3 separate regions of the Danio rerio genome follow, and regions 1 and 3 are each linked to region 2. Evidence: chromatin contacts called from public HiCAR-type and Micro-C data. All regions are on one chromosome and are shown on one strand. Each heading gives the region's core, a stretch centred on a gene start, on an enhancer-like site or on the middle of the called end of the contact. The rest is flanking DNA. Distances are from core to core; before and after follow the strand shown.

What was found. Hi-C and Micro-C count contacts between places; a contact is called where the count stands out from the background. HiCAR-type assays count read pairs that join an accessible place to other places.
Region 1: a Micro-C map of caudal fin shows a contact between it and region 2, with 5 times the contacts expected there. The contact joins two enhancer-like sites. A contact is called at or near these places in 5 of 18 Hi-C or Micro-C datasets (caudal fin, embryo, hematopoietic stem cells and 1 more) and 1 of 4 datasets of contacts at active chromatin or transcription factors (caudal fin).
Region 3: a contact with region 2 is called in a HiCAR-type map of caudal fin, with 14 times the contacts expected there. The contact joins two enhancer-like sites. A contact is called at or near these places in 7 of 18 Hi-C or Micro-C datasets (caudal fin, embryo, hematopoietic stem cells and 2 more) and 1 of 4 datasets of contacts at active chromatin or transcription factors (caudal fin).

The regions. Positions count from the first base shown.
Region 1 is chr16:43,893,818-43,897,078 of GRCz12tu, forward strand. No RefSeq gene overlaps it. Among named protein-coding and RNA genes, the nearest start is that of stt3b, 9.2 kb to the left of the region's middle. Within about 2 kb of position 1,479, at least 6 of the 62 cell types and tissues checked have an H3K27ac peak or open chromatin away from gene starts, as enhancers often do. A contact at or near this core is called in caudal fin, where this site is marked.
Region 2 is chr16:44,046,310-44,049,229 of GRCz12tu, forward strand. It overlaps rbms3 (RNA binding motif, single stranded interacting protein), which reads right to left. Exons shown (of 14, transcript NM_001431058.1): 14 at 751-2,920. Among named protein-coding and RNA genes, the nearest start is that of tgfbr2b, 67 kb to the left of the region's middle. Within about 2 kb of position 1,607, at least 15 of the 62 cell types and tissues checked have an H3K27ac peak or open chromatin away from gene starts, as enhancers often do. A contact at or near this core is called in caudal fin, where this site is marked.
Region 3 is chr16:43,911,027-43,913,880 of GRCz12tu, forward strand. No RefSeq gene overlaps it. Among named protein-coding and RNA genes, the nearest start is that of stt3b, 26 kb to the left of the region's middle. Within about 2 kb of position 1,480, at least 7 of the 62 cell types and tissues checked have an H3K27ac peak or open chromatin away from gene starts, as enhancers often do. A contact at or near this core is called in caudal fin, where this site is marked.

The DNA of each region.
Region 1 (3,261 bases), core at 229-2,728, 150 kb before region 2:
ATTAAAAACAAAACTATACAAAACATTTTTACATAAATAAATAAATGTATTTATAATTTGTATTACATACATATATAATTATTTGAATAAATCATGTTGGACCAACTCAATTGCATTTAATTGTGTAAATCTTTTTTTTTTTAGTTTTTTGTTTTTGGTGCTAAACAAATTGATTTGATGAAAATCCTGCCCTTAATTAAATTGAGTTCATCCGTTAAAAAAATGCTGGGATCTACACAATCAGACAACAAAAAAATTGTGTTGGGACAACATGAAGGAATTAAGTTAACATAAGTTTTTACAAATTTAAGTGAATTGAACATAAAACAATTAAGCATAAATATATGTATTTATATCTTAATATATAAATATAATAATTTTCTCAAATACACAAACATCTTTTCTCAAAAAAAAAAAAAAAACGTTTATGGATGTGATTATTTGCTAAAAAATTTTGCTCAGCACTGTTTTTTTTTTTATTTATTCGAAGCCATTGGATTATATATTATTTGTATATTTAATATTAAAGTTTAAAATTTACACTGAAGGAACATAGAATTGACATAAAAATGTGTTTAATATTTAATATTAATTTTATTGGTTTGTGCAGTAAAATAAATAAATTCACTGATGTGTTTATTCTGTGTTTTTTTATTTTTAATAATTGGCTTTAAAAGTTTATACCTGATACTGTCTGTTATACTTGTAAATCTGTAATTAAAGATGTAATAAAAAATCTAAATTCATATTTATGATAATAATTTAATCTGGGTGTCACAGTGGTGCAGGGGGTAGCACAATCGCCTCACAGCAAGAAAGTTGCTGGTTTGAGCCCAAGCTGGGCCAATTGGCACTTCTCTGTGGAGTTTGCATGTTCTCCCTGTTTTCATGTTCCTCCGGGTGCTGTTTCCCCCAAAGTCCAAAAACATGTGCAATAAGTGAATTGAATGAGCTAAATTGGCTGTAGTGTTGGTAATTTCCCAGTGTTGGGCTGTGGCTAGAAGGGCATCCACTGCGTAAAACGTGTTGGATAAGTTGGCAGTTCCTTATGCAGTGGCAACCCCAGATTAATAAAGGGACTAAGGTGAAAAGAAAATGAATGAATGAATAATTTAATCTCATTTTGTTATATAAATTATTTGTTGTGCAGCCATTCAGATAGAATAAATGCTAATAGATACTAATATTATTCACAGTTTCTCAAAATCTCAAATAACCAGTTTTCTTTCTCAGTCTTTGGATATTTTCATATTAAATAAAACATAAATACAGATTAAGCAATAGTTTTGCTGAATGCTCAGTGTGTTCTTCTTAAACACATTGTTTCTTGGTGCCATAACTTGATTTCAACAGTTTCTTAATGGCAGCAAGAAACCTGAAACTTCTATTTAAATGCCAAGCCAATTACACACTGCAGTCTGTGACATTAACATCCGGTTCTAAGAATCGCTTCCTTCTCTTTTATTGTCCTCTGTGGTTTCTTAGTCTCAGTGAAGGAGAATGAATGCAGAAAGTTTGGGCAAACAAACTCTGCATGAGGAGGTTAGGAGAGAGCCGACTGAGGATAATGAATTGAAGAGTTTGTCTGTTCAATAGAAGAAAAAGCAACTCTGAAGGACTTGTATATTCTCGTGTGTGTTCATTTGTTTTGAATGATGGAGTTACGATCACAGCGCTGCGGGCCTTTATATCTCTGAAGACAACTGTAGCTAGGCGGTGGAAACGGCTGATGGCTGCGTCTGGATTAAGAGTTCACTTTGATTCAATGCTTATTTGGTTTTTAGTTCATTTGCTTGTTCATGTTACTGAGGATTCAGTTCACTGATGTTGACATAAGCCACATTCTCTATACTTAAAGTTGTCAGTCAAACAGGTGAAACCTACTTTAAATGAGGGACCTGAAATAAGGGTTTATTCATTTGTTTATTATATTGATATTACTGTAAAAAGTGATAATTTACTTTACAAAATTGAGTAAACTCATTGCCTTAAAAGTGTCAAGTTGACTTGACTTTAGTGAAGTCCCAAGTTAAAGTCACAAAAAGGGTTTACTCTCTATTTAAGTTGATTTGACCATTTATTTTATGATTATGCACACAGTTCATTTACTTAAAAACTTTAGAGCAATGGGTTTACTCACTTTTTCAAGTAAGATCTACTAATCATTTTAAAAGCAACAATTTTACTCGCTTATTTTAAGTAAGGTCAACTAATAATTTTTTAAAGTATATAATAGTTTGATTAATATTGACTGCAATCAATACAGGGGTGATTTTTTTCAGGACCATATGATCATTAGATTAACCCTTTTTGGTCACACTTTTACTAAGGCTCAATGGGCTATATGCACAGCGTTTTTCAGCCAATGGTGAAAGCTCAATGAGACTATTTTCAATTTTATATGGTTCGTTTGATGTAGCAATGTAATCACAATATATTCAGTTAAATAGACTTAAGCATTCATTTAGTTATTAAATTATAAAAATAGATGAAAGACATTTAAATGTAGGCACCATCAATAGTAGCAGGCAAGCGCAGAAATTCCATTGAAAATATTGGGGTAAAATTACTTTCCATATTTTAAAGACATGGCGTGAAAAAAATCTAATTTAATGCAGTGCTTCTTGTTTGGTCTGAGACTTACTTTATATCATATCTCAGCCAGGCAGTGTAAATTACAGTTTTTTTTTATTTTAAGAAATTACATCTAAAACAAGGCGATTTTGTATAGGATGATAATTAACCGAAAGCCCTGGGGCTGGCCGACTGAAATTAAAAGTCTGTGTGCATATACCACATTAGTTAATGTTAGTTGATGTTTTTATAATATGAACTAAGAATGAACAATATTTGTACAGTAGTTCAACATTTACTTCTATATTAAAATCCAAAAATGTTCTTGTTAACTTTATTACACTGTGAGTTAACAAGAACTAACAATGAAAGACTGTATTTGAATTAACATATACAAATAAAGATGAACGAATACTGTAAAAATAGTATTTATTGTTTATTAATATGTTAAAAAAACATAAACTAATAATAAAGTAAAGTAATGCGTAAAAGTACAAAGATTTGTTTCAGAACTATTTCTAAATTCAGTTCAAATTTCCAGCAAATTAATAAATTAACAATAATAACGAAATGTGGTAAAAAACTGAGCTATATCCAAACACACGTCCTATTCCTGTGCCCCATATGGCGACGCATATGTCTCCAAAGCAAATCTAAACTTAATTTTATTACAACAAATATAAATAT
Region 2 (2,920 bases), core at 357-2,856:
GAACCATCAATATTTTTACATTTGGTAAACTGTTACTGTTAAAGCCTGTGAAAAACTCACATCTGAGCAATTCATGTGACTTCATTCTCTATTTGAGAGTCATCTTTAAGCTGCCCTCACCAAAAGCCTTTTATATAAATTACTAAATACGTTTCAGTAGATCAGTACTTTTTCCTTGTGTCATTTGATCGTTATTACAGTACATATAACTCATTTTTGGTTTGTTTTATTTTTATGTTTGTATTATTTGGGTTTTTACCACAATCTGGTTCAATTCCATGTTAGCAGCTCCTTTAGAAATGATTCCCAGGAAAAAAAAAACATGACGTGTTCAATTTTTATTTTCTCTGCTGTAGATAGATTTGATATTTCATCACAAATTATTGACATCAAGATGTTTTATGGTACTTATTAGTAACTGCATGAAAACAATCCTCGATTCGTCAATTATCTTGTGAAAAGGAACAAAAGCTGTTGACGTCCTACTTCTTCGAATTGTTCATTTTACCAAAGAAACTGCAGTCAAATGTACAGTATTACTGTACATAAATGTAACGTTATTGACGCGTAATTATCATGTTATAGACGTTATCTATTTCTTGTCTCTCAAAGTGACGAACGAGCACAATTTTAGCTAATAAAATCGTATTTAATGCTGTACTGAATACAAAAGTCATCCCTGAACGGTGAGGAAAATGAACAGTAAATGAAACCTCACAAAGAAAAGCTGGAGCACAAGTCAAAACAGTGTGATTTTGTAGATTTTTTTTATTGAAAGCTTCATCAAAAGAAACAAAAATAAAAAATGAACAAGTTTAAACCTAACATCCACTGGTCTACAGACACTCTCAGGATCACAGCTCGAGCACATGGGAGGCAAGAAAGTGAAGCAACTCAAAACGAAATTAAAAATCGTCGTTAGCATCGTAAAACTGTTCCGCGTTCATAGTTCAACAACACCTGTACAAAAAAAAAACATTTCCATAAATATTTCTCTATTTCATCTGCCAGTACGTTAGTGTCTAATTGAGGTTTTGCTGTTTGTGTTGAATTTGGTTGAACGTAGTTGCGCTGTTTCATAACAGTCCATCCAGCGAATGAACATCGGCCATTCAATGACCCCAACTGCGACAGCCAATCAGATGCACAGATATAATGCATGGCTTGGACCTCACAGCCAATGAATGGAGCAAAGGGTTTCTATGCCTTCGAGTGGATGGAAAAAAGTGTTTTTAGCTTACTAAATTACAGCTGGGATGAGAAAACTCCATTCAAACCTTCAGCTTCATCCCACACAATTATTCACTCTTTCATGAAGAGACTTCCTTTCCGTCCCCAAGGCCCAGACCACTTAAATACTGAATGCTTGATAGCAGCGAGCACATGATAAAAAGAACTCTCCAAAAAGACAGTGGATAAACACAAAAACACAGTGACTTTTTTTTCCTTATTTTGTATCTTTTTGTTTTGAAAATGAAAAGCTAGCTTCATGTCCTTATTGTAGCAGTCATCATGAACTTGGCATCGCTTTAATCCACAGTGTGAACTTTTCTCAGCTCACTGTTATGGTCATCACAGAGGATAAAGTACACCAACTTTGCTTTAATACTGTCCCCTAGTGGCTAATTGAGCTCATTACGTAGAGAATAAAAACAGACTGAAGCGTTTATGATGACTTTCAAAAGATCTTTTCAAAAGTCTCTCTTTAATGACAGAATAATGTATTCCCAGAGCACCTCGACAACTCTAATTACCCCGACTGTAAAACCTATTTATGAGCGGCCATGATTCCAGTCTATAATTCAGCATGTGCGTGGAAACTCTTTACTGACGTCTTAATAGATCTGGCCGCGTTCAAATCACGCGTAATTCAAGGTAAATAAAGGACAGCAGCCTTGTTGCTGTATTAAATGGATAGTTCATCCAAAATAAATGTGAACAATTTTGTCATTCCAAACCTGTATGACTTTCTCTCTGCTAAACGTGAAATAAGATGAACACCCACCAGAAAATAATGTTCTGACTTTAATTTTTCATCCTGTCAGTCATCCTGTCGCATTTTTACATTCTCAATTCTTTTAATTTCCTGTCTTATTGTGAAGAAATAAACCAGCATATTGATATGTCGGTTGTTTCTAGGGGTGTGTGTGAAATTCATGGTCTGCAATAATATAATAATTGTTGTTTTAACGATTTGCGAGCTGACATTATCGAGAATGTCACTCCCTTTGCGTAAAACAAAAAAAAAACAAAGTCTAATAAAGTCCAAAAGCGTTCACTGCCTGATTAATACTATTAGAATGAAGAATGAGCCTATAATTCAAGTTATGAACGCCCTGTATGGGTTTTTGTTTTATATAAGACATTATATAGTTCAATAATATCCCACAAACAAGAGTGCCATTTCCAGCATGTGAGCATGATTGCAAATGTGATATTGATTTTATACTCAGTCCAACAAAAAAGTTAATACTGAGTGACTTACATTTGTCCACAATACCATCTTATGTTATAGGGCTATATTTTTTTGGCAAAAGTCCAATGTTTTTGCTTGTTTTATTCCAAATACCACTGCAATATAAACAAAGATTGTGTACCTTGAAGGTATTTAGTAAATTTCCTACTGCAAATATACCAAAACTCAATTTTTGATGAGAAATGTGCATTGCAAAGCACTTTAGACATATTTAAAGGCAATTTTCTCTGTATTTTTTAACTCACATGTTGCAGATATTCAAATAGCTGTGTCTTTCAAATGTTTATTCATTTTCCTTCGACTTAGTTCCTTTATTCACTAGGGGTCCGCCACAGCGGAATGAACCGCCAAATTATCTAGCATACGTTTTTCGCAGCGGATGCCCTTCCAGCTGCAACGCAGTACTGGGAAACATCCATACTCACTCATTCACTCACACACACA
Region 3 (2,854 bases), core at 230-2,729, 140 kb before region 2:
TCTCTAAAAAAAAATGGAGACTAGAGACTAAACTGTTTACTCCATCCCTCACCGAAGGAGAAATGTGAATGCAGTACGGTTTCCTCTGGTCTCTCCAGAACCACAACAACAACAAATGCCAAGAATCTGAACGGGTCCATAAATCCTATTCTGAGATCAGCGCCACAGAGCGGTATTTATAGCCCTTCAGCCTCTCCGATACCAGTTCATTCCCTAGTCTGCTTCTTCCCTAGACGCTCCAGTGGTTTTAGGGGGCTAAAATAGTAAAGAAACAATAGACGCTGGGGAAAAAAAGACGGTGAGAGGAACAGGGGTGTGTTTCAGCTGCCGGGGATAAAAATGTCCCGTCTGGGGGACTCGTCGTTTTCTCTGTCATTATGGTCGCTGTCGGTCCCTCTCAGGAATTTCAAAACTCTCACTCCAAAACAAAGCTGAGCTCCCACATGGAAAAAAAAAACAACCTATAGGCATTTATAGTAAACTTTATTGTGTTTTTAAGTTATTCAAATTAGCCTACTTGTATTACTCTGTAATTATTCTATAGTCGCTATTGTAATATTAACAAAACCCAATACTGTACAACGTTTTCTAAAAATTATATACACTCACCGGCCACTTTATTAGGTACACCTTACTAGGACCAGGTTGAACCCCATATTGCCTTCAGAACTCCCTTAATCCTTCATGGCATAGATTCAACAAGGTACTAGAAATATTCCTCAAGAGATATGTATATATAATTACCTTTATCTATAGCAGTGTTTTTAAATTATTCATATTTTAGAAGTCATATTTTAAAATAAATAAATATAAAAAATAAATAAATCAAAATAAAAAGTAATAAAACTAAAACTAATAAGTAAAACTAAAAGATGAAAATGAGACGAGAAATCAACTTTAAAATGAACTGATTGAAATTGCGTCATACGAGTGTACACTGGGGAGATTAAATATTGAAGGAGAAGTGCTAGGAATTGGGATAATCTCTGGCGACCATTAAAATAAGTATGTCTTACAAGGCTACAACAACCTTAATTTCCATGTGTTTAAATATTATATATGTTGTTTTTTTCTTGGTGTTGATAGTTGTCTAAATATGTAACATGTATCATATGTATGTGTGGGATAAAGTGTGTTCTTTGGGTTCTGACTAATAAAAAAAGTTGAATTATAAAATAAAAACTTTAAAACGAACAAGAATTGCTGCCCTATATGTCCCATGAAAATATAATATTTAATATGAAGACCACCAAAACTTACAACACAAACTAAAAATGAAACAAATACTAAATGATCAAACTGACTTTTTTTTGACAGTTTCTGACTGTTTCTACACACAACAGTTTCTTGATTTAGCAACAGCCAAGCAGAAACCCTGAGGCTCATATACAGAAATGCAAGTGTCAGTTCACTCAGGCACATTTGAAGGCTGATTTTCATTTCAGGAGTTTGGTTCCCACAAAACCAGCTAGCGTGACAACTGGTTAAAAGAATGCTTGTTAAGACTAACTGAAAACATTGTTGCAACTAACGGCTGTCTTACAGGTAATCTGCCAGTCAATCACACATTTCCCAGGCTGAAAGCTAATAAAACTGTCTAATAGTGGAACAAGGGTCAAAAATGAATGAACATTCCTATTAAAGAACAATGTTTGCTTTGAGTTGATTTGCAAAGGGTGTACTGTTTTAAGCGTTGAAAAAACATATTTTATTAGATACTGTGTGTTTTGTATTCACTGCAACAAAATTTAACCTGTTTTTTGGGGGGGGAAACTGCATGTCATATAACATGTTGGGTTAATGAAGCATGTTTTCATCCTGGCATAAAGCAAATCTTTACAAAGTTTGCAAAAAAAAAAAAAAAAAAAAAAAAAAAAAATCAAGCCATTAGAGCAGTTCACTGTAGTATTGGTAACCTAGTAACCAACGATACACCTAATAGAAAAAGCTGATTAGTAACAAGGCTGTAACGTTCACTATGTCTAAATTTATCCAGCTAATTGGTTCCCATTTGCTATTATTTATTCATTCATTTTCCTTTGGCTTAAGGCTGTTTTATACTTCTGCATCAAGCACACTCGTATGCTCCATTCACGCAGTCGCATAGCCTTCGTCGTGGTTGACGGTGATGCGCACCTCTCAAAAAATATAACTTAATGTCACAACTATGCGTAGCACAAGCTCTGCGATTGGTCAGGTTGGTAATTGTGACCCGTGTGGACAGGACAGTGAGCCATGCGATACCGTTGGAGTGAGTCATTGCAAGTGTTGAGTTCTCTGAAGTAGCTCTATATGGAAACAGTTGTTTAGTATTTACCTTCTGATTAAAGTTGCTGAATGTCCGCTGGTTCCCACCTCAGAATGAGCGAGTTTTAGCTACTAGTACATTAGGGTAGTGGTCAAAAAAAAAAAAAACACCCATGAAGAAACTCAACATAGAGGAACATAAACACCTACTGCTAGCTAGCATTTGGAAGTTTAAATGCATGACTACACTCTGATCACTCACAATTATAAAGCAGCCTTTAGTCCCTTATTTATCAGGGGTCGCTACTACAGCGGGATAAACCGCTATCTATTTTAGCATATGTTTATGTCCTTCCAGCCACAACCCAGTATTGGGAAAAATCCATACACTCTCGCATTCACACATGCACTCATATACAACGGCCAATTTAGTTCATCCAAATAACTTATAGTACATTTCCTTGGACTGTGGGGGAAACCGGAGCACCAAGAGGAAACCCACATGAACACGGGGAGAACATGCAAACTTCCCAGCCAGGACTCGAACCAGTGACCTTCTTGCTGTGAGGCAACAGTGTTAACCACCGTGCTGCCCTATTTGCAATAA